3 separate regions of the Zea mays genome follow, and regions 2 and 3 are each linked to region 1. Evidence: chromatin contacts called from public Hi-C data. All regions are on one chromosome and are shown on one strand. The core of a region is the stretch at or near the end of the contact, and the rest is flanking DNA. Distances in the headings are between cores, read along the strand shown. Region 1 holds the start of LOC103629160 (peroxidase 43). Region 2 holds the start of LOC103629159 (pentatricopeptide repeat-containing protein At2g46050, mitochondrial). Region 3 holds the start of LOC100283852 (VTC2).

Region 1 (3,884 bases), core at 1,194-3,693:
CTTGCTTTACACATCAAACCCCCCAGCTTGTCCACGTTGCAACCACTGCTCAGGAGAAGATGAAGTCGTGGAGGAGGACTTCCAGGAGTTCCAAGAGTACGATGAGTTCTAGGCGTGGGTTAGCGGCAAACCCCCCAGTCGGCTACCTTTGAAGGCCGTGTTTATCTACGTTTCGTTTTCGCACTTTGATAATTGTTATTGACTATGTGGATGTCTCGAACATCATAATGTAATCAACTATTACTATCTTTTATATTATTATTCGAGCACTGTGTGATGATGTCCGATTATGTAACTGTTGTGTATGTGAATTGCTGATTCTGGCACGTACATGGTTTGTATTCGGTTTGCCTTCTAAAATCGGGTGTGACACACCCCCATAGAAGAAGAACATGTGGTCGAAAAGGAGTCACCCAACACTGAAGCTTACGATTTGATCTAGGTGGCATCTCCGAGTCAGCTTTGTGGCGCCACGGAAATAATATTTAGTTCGTTTTATATTCATCATTTATTTTGTAAGACTTTCGCTATGTAATAAGTACATTTATAATATTTATGACATTTATCTCTATTCACTCTATTATTATATGTGTTGTTTTTCTTTGGCGCACCTGGATTTGTCCCCTTAAATCCGGGTGTGACACCGAATTGAACTAATAATCTTCTTTTTAAGGACAATCGCGACAATAAATTGTCACATGCATCTGCACGCAGTACTTGCATCGCATCGCTGCAACAAAAAGTTGCCAATCAATTGCACCGCACAATTCCTCCATGTGCCCCCTTTTTTTGGGGGCATTTTTTGATTTAATTTCGATTACAATTTTGGAATCTAACTAATCCACTCGAGAAACCAAATTCAGTTTACACAGAAATTCTCGTTTCTCTTTTTATGTGACGCCAACGCCGCGCACCGATGACGCGTACGACCGAGATCAATTGCTGTTGAACGCGGAGCAGACGTCCCTGACCTCGCCGGCGTCGTCCCCGGTGATGGCGCCGATGGTGCCCATCTTAACCATGGCGGCCGCGAAGTCCTGCTCGAAGCTGCCCGCCCAGGGGCCCAGGTACGCGTCGACGAGCGCGCGGGTGGCGTTGCTGTTGGCCAGCGCGGCGTCGGAGGCGATGACGGCGAGGCCAGAGCGGATGTTCCGGAGGATGGAGTCGTCGAAGTCGCTCTCGCTGCCGCGGTCCAGCGCCAGCCGCGTGTTGAAGTTGCCCGGTGGGCACCGGTCCTCGAGCTCCGCCAGGAACGACGCCGGGATCGACGGGTCCGGCCCCCTCCCGCCGCTCGGCAGCGGGTAGCTGTAGAGCCGGTCCTTCACGAAGAAGCACGCCGTCGTGCCCACCGTGTGCGCCGCTGCGGCCGGTCTCGTTGCACTGTCATGCGCGTCCATGTCCATATGCACGTAGTGAAGGTGAAGTACCTACCTGTGAGGAGGACGAGGTCGCGGTCGTCAAGTCCGCTCGCGGCGAAGCGTGACCGGAGCACGCTGATAGAGTCACCGGCGTCCGGCAGCACGTCGGCGTCGCGGATGTTAGAGGTCAGCCCGTCGCGCCGCCCCGTGGGCACGTCGAACGACGGCCCGCCCGTCTGATGGCATGGCATGCATTCCAGTTTCCAGCGCGTCAGCAGGTACTCTACCATCATGCATCTACCTAGCTAGGTAATACTATATGTTACCATGGCGACGGCGTCGCGCGCGGCGAGCGCGATGATGTCGGCGCAGGAGACGACGCCGGGGCACTGGTCCTCGAGCTGCGCCTTGGCGGCGTCCACCACGTTCTGGCCGCGCAGGCCCTGGTTCTTGCCGTTGTCCACCTCCGCGTCGTTGCTGGCGCTCCTGATGAGCACCGACGCGTCGCACCCCTGCATATATATTGCCGGCGCGCCGGCGAACACACACAGACACGTAAAAGCTAGTAAGTATTAATCGGCCGGATGGTGCTCACACACAGACACACGTACGTACCTTGACGAAGCAGTCGTGGAACTGGAGGCGGAGCAGCGCGGGGAGGATGGTGGGGTCGTTGCCGGCGGCGTCCTGGACGGCGGCGGTGACCGTGTCCTCGGCGTCCGGGCAGTAGTCGGAGTAGAAGCCCACCTGGAGCTGGGCACGGGAGACGCCAACTCCAACAAGCAACAGAGACAACACCATCGATGATGCGATGTGCGCCGCCGCCGCTCCAGCTCCGGACGCCATGCCGCCTCGTCTGGCCGCCATTGTTGGTAGCTCCAAATTAAACTAATGCAACTTGCTGGCCTAGGCCGACCCGGCTCTAATGGACGGCATATATGGCTAGCCGTGGAACTTGTCTTGAGAAATGTCTACACTCGCATCCCACATGTGGCTTCCAATCCATACGGATTGCTGGACTCACGCAGCATGAGTATAGTACCAAACAAGCTGCCAAAATCTTGAAGGGATGAGAGTTATTGTTCGTTTTGGATTAAAGCTACCTATTCAGAATGTTGCAGCTGCAATTCATAAAGACAAAACACTGTAGAAACTAGTATAAATTAAAGCCAAGCGAACAAGCTCGACAACTTGACGGAGGCGCGGTTTGGACTGATCTTGACGACAAGGTGAGCTCATTGGCAATTTTTGGTAGCCTTGTTATCATATCAAATAAAATCTTATAAAATTTAAATGAAATAAACGACGATCTCAACATATGGTTTTATTTTATAGTTTTACAAATACTTAATTTCTTGACTCAATACGAATTTCAACCTCCTCCGTAAGCAGCGCGGGATCTATGGGGTTTTACCGGTGTCGACCCCCATAAAATTTACAAATCTTTTAATAAAATATTGTTAAAGTTAGAAATATTATATTATATATAGAAGTTGATTCCAATGACCCCAATAATATTTTTGATTAGATTCGTCAATGTCCGTAAGCCTCATTGTTCTCTCAATATTGAAAATGGTGCCACATCATAAAAATGTCTATTGGCAGCTTGTTAAGGCCACTTCGTTAGAGCTCCCACTAGCTTAGCTCCAATGGCTCTGTGTGAGAAGGAGAGAGAAATGCTCCCGTGAATGTTACGTGAACAGTGTAGTTATATTAGACTATTTCTAACAGATTACACATTCTCATACCTATATTCAAACTCTATTATGCGAACGGTACAATATACAATACAGAACTTACAAAAACGATGTTTTGAGTAAACTATGGATCAAATGCTGGACACAGTCTTACAGTAGCTGAAATCGATGGCAGCTCTACCCAAAAATGTCCCAGATGCAAATGAAACCTGGATAAAACTCCACTAAGTTATTGTAATGGCCTTTTTGATCCACATCGGTAAAGTTTAGGTACACTTTTAATAAACTTTATCACTTAGAGAACAAACACGAATACTAAAAGGTGCTAAAAGGTATTAAAAATAAAGTTCTAAACTGTAGCACCCATTAGTAAGAGATGTCTATATGTAATATATAAAAAGAATTTTATCTATCTTGCTATTACAAAAAAGTTGGAATGCCTAAATAAATCCGCAGGTAGCCATCGACGCGCATGATTTGGCTGAGCTCATGAGTAATGGCATCATTGCTGCTTGCACCTCCATTATGTCATCTGGTGAAGTGGTGATTGGGACGGCATTCTCAGAATCTCAATGCTATATTTGGACCGGATGCTTTTAGGATGTTTTTAATAATCATCGAACAAGTGTTCTTTCCTATTTAGATCCTATTTTAGTAAAAAAAAATCGATCCTTTTTTATTATATCTTATTTTTACTTCTATATTGAGAATTACTCTATGTATTAACTGACATAAAACCAATAATGTCAAGCTCGATATTATAAGTAATTCCTACCTCGAATCGGTTAATAACAGATAGTACGATGCTACGAAGTGGGTTCTTATCCTA
Region 2 (3,741 bases), core at 1,144-3,643, 180 kb after region 1:
ACATTGGTAAGCTCTGGGACGATTGTAGATGCCAAACTAATCATTCTTGAACCAAAATTGGATCACCACAAGTTGTGTCTTCGTTGCACTCTTTTTGTGCTTCCGAAATAGTAAGTTGCACCATTTGTTGCATTTCAATCGACTGATGGAGCACCACATCGTTGGAGACAAATGTCTGAACTGTTCCACCTACCTCTATCCAACTACAACCAGGAACCTTGCTGCCACACCTATGTCTCATCACACTTCTTACTTCTGCAAGCTCGTTCCAAGCTCCTGCAGCAGCAAATGCGTTAGACATAAGCAGATAATTTACTGCCTCACTTGGTTCCAGGCATAAAAGCCTATCGGCAGCCCACTTTGCCAACTCAATTTTGCCCCGCAGCTTACAGGCACCAAGGAAAGCTCCAACGATATCAGCATTGTTCTCGCAAGAAAGCTTGATAACAATGTTGTAAGCATCTTGAATCCTACCAGCTCTCCCCAAGAGATCAACCAGACAAGCAAGGTGCTGTGAATTTGGATCGATGTTGTAGCCCCTCGCCATCATAAGGAAATAGTGCAGGCCTTCTTCAACGAGCCCGGCATGGCTGCAGGCAGAAAGAACCCCAAGGAAGGCGACGCTGTCAGGCTGTACGCCTTGTTGGAGCATTCTCTCAAACACATGAACTGCATCCTTGCATAGTCCAAGGTACGCCAAAGACGAAACCATACAGGACCACGTAACTACATCTGGGTCGCAGATCATAGCAAACATTTGCCCCGCCTCTCGAGCAAAACCGGTCTTGCCGTACGCTGTGATAACAGCATTGGCCACCTGCAGAAACCTGTGAAACCCCCTCTTTATGGCATAAGCATGAACCTGAGTAGCCTCGTTTGCTGCCGCCACGCTGGCGCACGAGCTTAGCACACTGGCAAGCGTGAGCTCATCCGGGCAGCAGCTCCCGTCTCTCAGCATCCACCGGAACAGCTCAACAGCGTCCTTGCCTCCACCAACCCGACCATAGCAGACTACGATCGCGTTCCATGAGACGACGTTCCTGACCGCCATAGCGTCGAACACCCAGCGCGCCTCGTCAACCCGGCCGCACTTGGCGTACATGTCGAGCAGCGCGGTGGCAACCACCACGTCTGCGAGGAGACCCAGCCTGAGCACGAGGCTGTGCGCCAGGGCTCCCATCCTGAGCAGCAGCCCGTCATCGACGGCGCCGGCGGTTGGGTGGCGGCCACGGCGCGGCGGCGGACGGAGCAGGGCGCTGAAGGTGAACCCGTCGGGGGCGATCCCGGAGCGCCGCGCGGCGGCAAAGAGCGCCCAGGCCTCGCGCGCGAGACCGTGGGAGGCATAGCAGGAGACCATGGCGTTGTAGAGGACCAGGTCCCTGCGCGGCGCTTCGTCGAACACGCGGCGTGCGTGCGCGACGAGGCCCCACCGCGCGTACGCCACGGCCAGCGCGGTCGCCACGCGAGCCTCCGAGGCGCGCCCGGACTTGAGCGCCAGCGGGTGGAGCGTCTGTGCTGCGCGAGCGCCGCCGGAGACGGAGATGGAGCTGGCGCGGAGTAACAGGGCAACGAGATCGTGCCGCATCTCATTCCAGAGCTGACAGGGAAGCGGGAGATGGCCTCATCGGTCATCTCCACTGCCCCCTGCTGCAGGACAAAGACGTGGAGCCGCCCGAGCTGGCGAGCGAGGCCAGAACGGCGTGCAGACGAGAGCAATGCGCTCCATTCTATCATCACACAGCGCCCAAGCCGCCGATCAACATGATAATCGACAGGTGACGAGGGGCCTTTTTATGCTGGGTGCAGAATCTCTAACTTCAGCGGCACCCTACAATCGTAGAGGTTATCCCTTAAATTTGAAGGTAGGTCCTTCTGTTTCTAAATAAAGTGTTCTCTTTTTTTTCGTCTAATTTTTTTATACACTAAGCTTCGAATTGAACACAGAATTAACATGTATGTACTATTTTAGACCATTACAAAATACATATGTAAAAATCTATTTTTTTATACACTAAGCTTCGAATTGAACACAGAATTAACATGTACTACTTTAGACCATGACAAAATACATATGTAAAAAATTTAATTCAAAATACATTAGAGATATGATGCAAAGTTTAGAACCTAGAAAAATGAAATGTGACAAACCATACACCACTAGAGTTTTTTTAGAAAAAAATGAAAATTTTTGCAGTTTTCAAACTAGAATCAAAACGAATTACAAAACGCTTAGAACCAAAAACGAAAATATTTGTGTTTTGTTTTGAAGTCGGGATCAGACGGTAAATCATTGGGGTGCCTGTTGTCGTAACAGGCGTAGTTGGGGCAGACACCCCTCTCGCATAGCAGTTGCGAGATCATACCGCTCATCATGTCCCTTTAACTGCCTGAAGGATCATGGTTTGTGCCTGTGGCATTCCGGACCTCTATAATGCAGCCGTTGGTGTGCACCCTACTGCGTTCCGTCGATGTGGTACTAAAATGCTCGCCTCCCACTGTGGTGATACTACTAGCAGGCAGCAGCCGCGCAGCCTGGTAGTGCGAATTGTACGCGAGCTCGCCGCTGGGCCATGGACCGACCAGGCCTATTTAAATGGGCCGAGAATTGTACTCAGTCACATTCCCGTCCGTCAGTTTCGCATGGCGCAAGCGAGAAAAGGAATCTTCATCTCCCTCACGAGTCACGAGTTACTACCGTATGGACCAAAGCTTGTTTGCAACCTCGCATCTCCCTGAATTTCTCTGCTTAATACGTGTGTTGGTCAGTAGGCACATCTTTCTGTGTCCAAATAACAATTTAACTGATGCAATCCATACCAAGGGCACTGTTTGCTTCAGAGTAGGAAGTTGTTAGGCTACATGGTAAGCCTGCTAATGACAAAAAAAAACACCGTTTTGCATCGTTTTATATTGTCTGTTTATATAGTGTAGTTTGAATATAGGTATAGGTAAGCTGTTGGAGATGGTTTAAGGGAGGTGTTTGGTTTGATGAATCACTTAATCCAAGATGAAGTTGTTCATCATAAGTCTATTCCTCAAATTTAGTGGTATGACATTATTTCTCGTGTTAGTACTAACTATTATGAATGAGATGATGATGGATCAATCAATTCTATTCCACGAACCAAACAAAAAATAAGTAGTGAAAAGATGATGAACTAACTTATTCCTCAAACTAAACATCTTATAAATATTTACAAGATACCTTTGCAATTACTTCTCTCCTACTTTCACTGCACAATATACAATTACTATCGTCACCCTTTCCAAATAGATGAAGCGTTCTAATTGTCGGTGTAGCTACCTCACTAGTTGGATTTTGAATGATACTAGAACATAAGACGTGCTTACGGGGGCCCTATCAGAACACGAAAAATTCAGACATGTTTTGTAATAATGCAAACAAATATCACTAAAAATGGTAACGATCTTTTGTACAACATATTTGCGATGAACAACAGCTAGGCTTAAAAGGCGAATCATCCTCAATTATCATTCAGCTCCGATGCCCATTTGCGGTCTACTTCACAGTACAACACATGTTCTGTTTGTAATGGGCTTTTTTTTATATACAGCTGTGACAACCTATTTTTGATGATAGGTAATTGCTTGTGAAAATGAACCACCAGCTCACGCATAATATTAGTTAATACTCCCTACGTCTACAATGTTAGTCATTCTAGGAGTCAAACATTTTAACTTTGAACATATTTTTATAAGAAAATTTTAATAATTATAATA
Region 3 (3,711 bases), core at 1,129-3,628, 220 kb before region 1:
GCAACAATCAAGGATTCTTTTTATGGTTTCATTTTACTAGGCTTATAGATATATAAAACAAAAATAATTTCTCCATTTTTAGGAAAAAGAGAAGGAAAGCACAGAAATGAGAGAGTAACACCTGAATTTGGTGGATATTAGGAAAGAAATTTTATACCCCCAAATTCAGGGTGTTACAGTACAGTCATTCTGAAGTTTACTTCGGGAAAGACAGTGCTAATGAAGAACGTGCAACATGTCCCCTTCATCAAAAAGAATATTGTTAGTGGCTCACTTCTATGTCGAGATGACTATAAACTTGTGTTTGAATCTAATAAATGTATACTGTCAAAGTATGGGACATTTGTTGGAAAATGCTATGACAGTGGAAGCTTGTTACGCTTATCTTTGCATGATGTGTGTAATAAGTCTGTGAACAATGCTATTTTGAACGAGTCGTATATTTGGCATTTACGTCTTTGTCACATTAATTTTGGTTGTGTGTCACGGTCAACAAATTTAAATTTAATCCTGAAATTTGATTTAGTCAAAGGTTCTAAGTGCCCCTTCCCTTGGGCTTGACTGGTCAGCCCGCCTTCCCTCCCCAGTCGCTAACCTCCCTGGCTCGCTTGTCAGCGCTCGCTCGCGCCTCCCACGCGCTCGCGCTCGCGCTCAGATCTAATCTCGATCGTTGATCTATGATCGAGAAGTTAGAAGAGTTAAGAGAAGGGTTGTCAGCTAGCGTACTGGTGGGGCACTAGTGGCTCACCGGACAGTTTGATGCACCAAGTCTGGATGGTCCGGTGCGCCACATTTAGAAGCTCCAATAACTACCTCTAAGGGCTAGTACACGTGGCTTGACCGGTGCACCACTGGACAGTCCGTGCATCTGTCCGGTGCGCCGCATAAAGATCTAGAATTGTTTTCTAACAGATAGTTTTTGTTGAGGCTCTAAAAATACCACATCACCCGACCATTTGGAGGTGTGGGAGCCCAAGCAACATATCAAGGAAGTCCATACACACTTGCAAGTGCTCCAACACCCAAGTGTTTAATAGAATCACTCGGTGATTAATGTAGGTGCTTTGCGAAGTGCTTAGGTTCGTTAAACTGTATTAGCGCTTGCTCTATATTTGTTCCTAGTTGTGTGAGTGAGATTAGACAACCCACAAACTCCTCGGCTCTTGCGCGAGCCGTTGTAATATTGTACTGAGTGGGGTGAGAGTCTTGCGAGACTGTATCAACCGTGTTTGTGATACGTCCGCCACCGTGTACCAGAGGGAATGAGGCCGCAACGTTTATCCCGAAAGCTCGATAGTGAAGACGACGTGGAGCGTCCGAGAGGAGTCGGAAGCGAAGCACCACTTGCGCGCGGAGAAGACACGTGGCTCTCTATGAACTTACTCGTCCGTGGTGCTTGGCCCTCACGTGGGTTACCCTTTGCGTAGGGACATTAACGAGGATTAGTTAAGACCTTGCGTGGTTCCGAATACCTCGGTAAAAATACCAGCGTTGTACACGAGAGTTTACATCCCTACATTTATTTTTTAACTTTCAAGTCCTAATTCACCACCTCTCTTGAGCGTCTCAATTCCTTTCAAACAAAAAGAAACCATTCACTCTGTACCTCTTATCACATCGAGGACATGGACTCCTGTAGAAGAGATCAACCAACACGATAGAGGACTGGGCCCTAAATTAGCATAGCACTTCCTCTACATCTCCCTCGGCTCATTCTGATTGTAAGAACACCCTCAATCGAGCATTTCTAGCACAAAAAACACAAAATTATTAGATATATGGCTCAAAGGACCGAAACAGGATAAATTGCTCGTGTGTTTGAGTGTTTTATGGTGCTCAAATCACTGGAGGTGCACATGCCGAGCCACGTCGAACAACCTTATGCTTCGTGGTTATGAACACACGTCAACAAAATTAGTATAATAAAATTAAATAATTGATCACTAGTTATAGAGAGAAAACTTTTAATATATTTATGATACCTGTTTTGTATGTTGATAGATAAAAAAACTGCAAAAAACAAATATACATATATATATATATTAATATTAAAATGGATATGAAGGGGAATATATTTTTAATAAAATTTTAGCGGATAAGAAAAACATGATAACTTAAATATCTATTTATATTTTCGCCTCTGTGCTCGTGGTCCCCAGCATGGGAAACGTGAACCACCCGACCGGAGACAAGAAAAAACTGAACACAGCGAGTATTGCGTATATAATAAATAAAAAGAAAAGAAAAAGAAATACCGTGGCGCAGAGAGGAGAGAGAGAATCGGGTATCGTCCGTGTCCGTCCAGATCCACCACACAGCAGCGCACCAGCCAGCCACAGCCACACCACAAATCCGCCACCGCAATCGCCTCCCCCTATTTAATGCCATCCCGCTTCCTCCGTTCTTCCCAAACCAAACCCAGCTCAGGCACAACCCCAACGCACCGCCGCCGCTCGCCTGGCCTCACCTCGCCGGAGAAGAGTTATAAGACAGGAGAACCCCGTCCCCGGGGCGCAGGCCTCGGCAGCTTCCGTGACCACCGCCCAATCCTGCCACAGCTGCCCTCCCTCCTCCCCTCTGGGCGTGGCCGAGTTGTAGGCATCACGGCTAGCGTTGCAGCCCCCCGGCGCGGCCCCGCAGCTGCGCAGGTGGAGCCCACGGGCACCATCGCCTCCGCTGTCGCGTCCAGCCCCGCTCCGCACGGCGGCCGCGGGGCGCTGCCCTCGGCCGGAGGAAGCCCGTCCGATCTCCTCTTCCTCGCCGGCGGCGGTCGCCTCTGAGCCGTTCCTGTCTCTCACCTTCTTCCTTTCCTAGCAATTAGTCCCTTCTGCTAACCCCCCCGGACCCCGACGAGTTCTCACCCCGAGAGTAACTGACCGACCTACCGGCATGGAGATGAAGCTGACCATCAGGAGGGTGCCCACCGTCGTCTCCAACTACCAGGAGGACGCCGACAAGCCGCGCGCGGGCTGCGGGAGGAACTGCCTCGGCGACTGCTGCCTGCCTGGTGAGCCACCTACCCCCCTAGGCAATTCCCTATTGACGGTCAATCTGACGTCGTTTCCGTCGACAATCCGGTTGAAAATCTTGGGAATATTAACAACTTATTAGTATTTGCATTGGATCCTGTCCCATTTTAAATTGTGCCCCGAAGCCTTGTGCACGATTCGTTTAGAAAATTCTCGGAATTTCTACAGCAAAAGGTGTCGTTTGTGCTCCACAAAGTTGGGGGCCTTTGCAAACTGAACAGCCGAAACAGAGTGTTCAGTTTTTTTTTATCTGCACTATTTTGGTTCATGCCTCCGGTTAAAAATTGTTACCATCAGCGGTTTTCGGGTAACAATTAGCTGTTATCCGCCTCGAATTGAGTTGGGTTAAATAAGGATATAATAAACAGATATCTTATGCAACTGTGGATATTTATAATAACTTTTCAGTCTGAACCCCAGGCCATTATAACTAACGCAAGCAAAAACATAGAGCCTTTTGTATTATTATTATGTGCATACTGTATGCCTCACTGGAAATATGGTTTCTTTTTTGACTTGGTGGAAACCTCACTAAGACATCAGCAAATTAGTATTGTACTTGCTTCACTGGACATGGAAGTAGCAAATTACTCTGCACTTTTATTGGATTAACATTTGCATCTTTGAGCAGCTTCCAAGCTTCCCCTCTACGCGTTCAAGTTGACTCCGGCAAAGGGCTCGC

What was found. Hi-C and Micro-C count contacts between places; a contact is called where the count stands out from the background.
Region 2: a Hi-C map of ear shows a contact between it and region 1, with 2.3 times the contacts expected there. The contact joins the promoter of LOC103629159 here to the promoter of LOC103629160 in region 1. A contact is called at or near these places in 3 of 25 Hi-C or Micro-C datasets (ear, endosperm and tassel).
Region 3: a Hi-C map of tassel shows a contact between it and region 1, with 3 times the contacts expected there. The contact joins the promoter of LOC100283852 here to the promoter of LOC103629160 in region 1. A contact is called at or near these places in 4 of 25 Hi-C or Micro-C datasets (ear, endosperm, leaf and 1 more).

The regions. Positions count from the first base shown.
Region 1 is chr6:31,196,406-31,200,289 of Zm-B73-REFERENCE-NAM-5.0, reverse strand. It overlaps LOC103629160 (peroxidase 43), which reads right to left and starts at 2,443. Exons shown (of 4, transcript XM_008650336.4): 1 at 1,974-2,443; 2 at 1,685-1,870; 3 at 1,432-1,594; 4 at 732-1,360. The coding sequence starts at 2,225. The coding sequence ends at 936.
Region 2 is chr6:31,016,119-31,019,859 of Zm-B73-REFERENCE-NAM-5.0, reverse strand. LOC103629159 (pentatricopeptide repeat-containing protein At2g46050, mitochondrial) reads right to left here and starts at 2,393. Exons shown (of 2, transcript XM_008650335.2): 1 at 1-2,393. The coding sequence starts at 1,585. The coding sequence ends at 41. LOC111589609 (small nucleolar RNA Z279/snoR105/snoR108) reads right to left here and starts at 2,378; the gene lies at 2,272-2,378.
Region 3 is chr6:31,421,293-31,425,003 of Zm-B73-REFERENCE-NAM-5.0, reverse strand. LOC100283852 (VTC2) reads left to right here and starts at 2,378. Exons shown (of 6, transcript NM_001156750.2): 1 at 2,378-3,007; 2 at 3,661-3,711. The coding sequence starts at 2,890.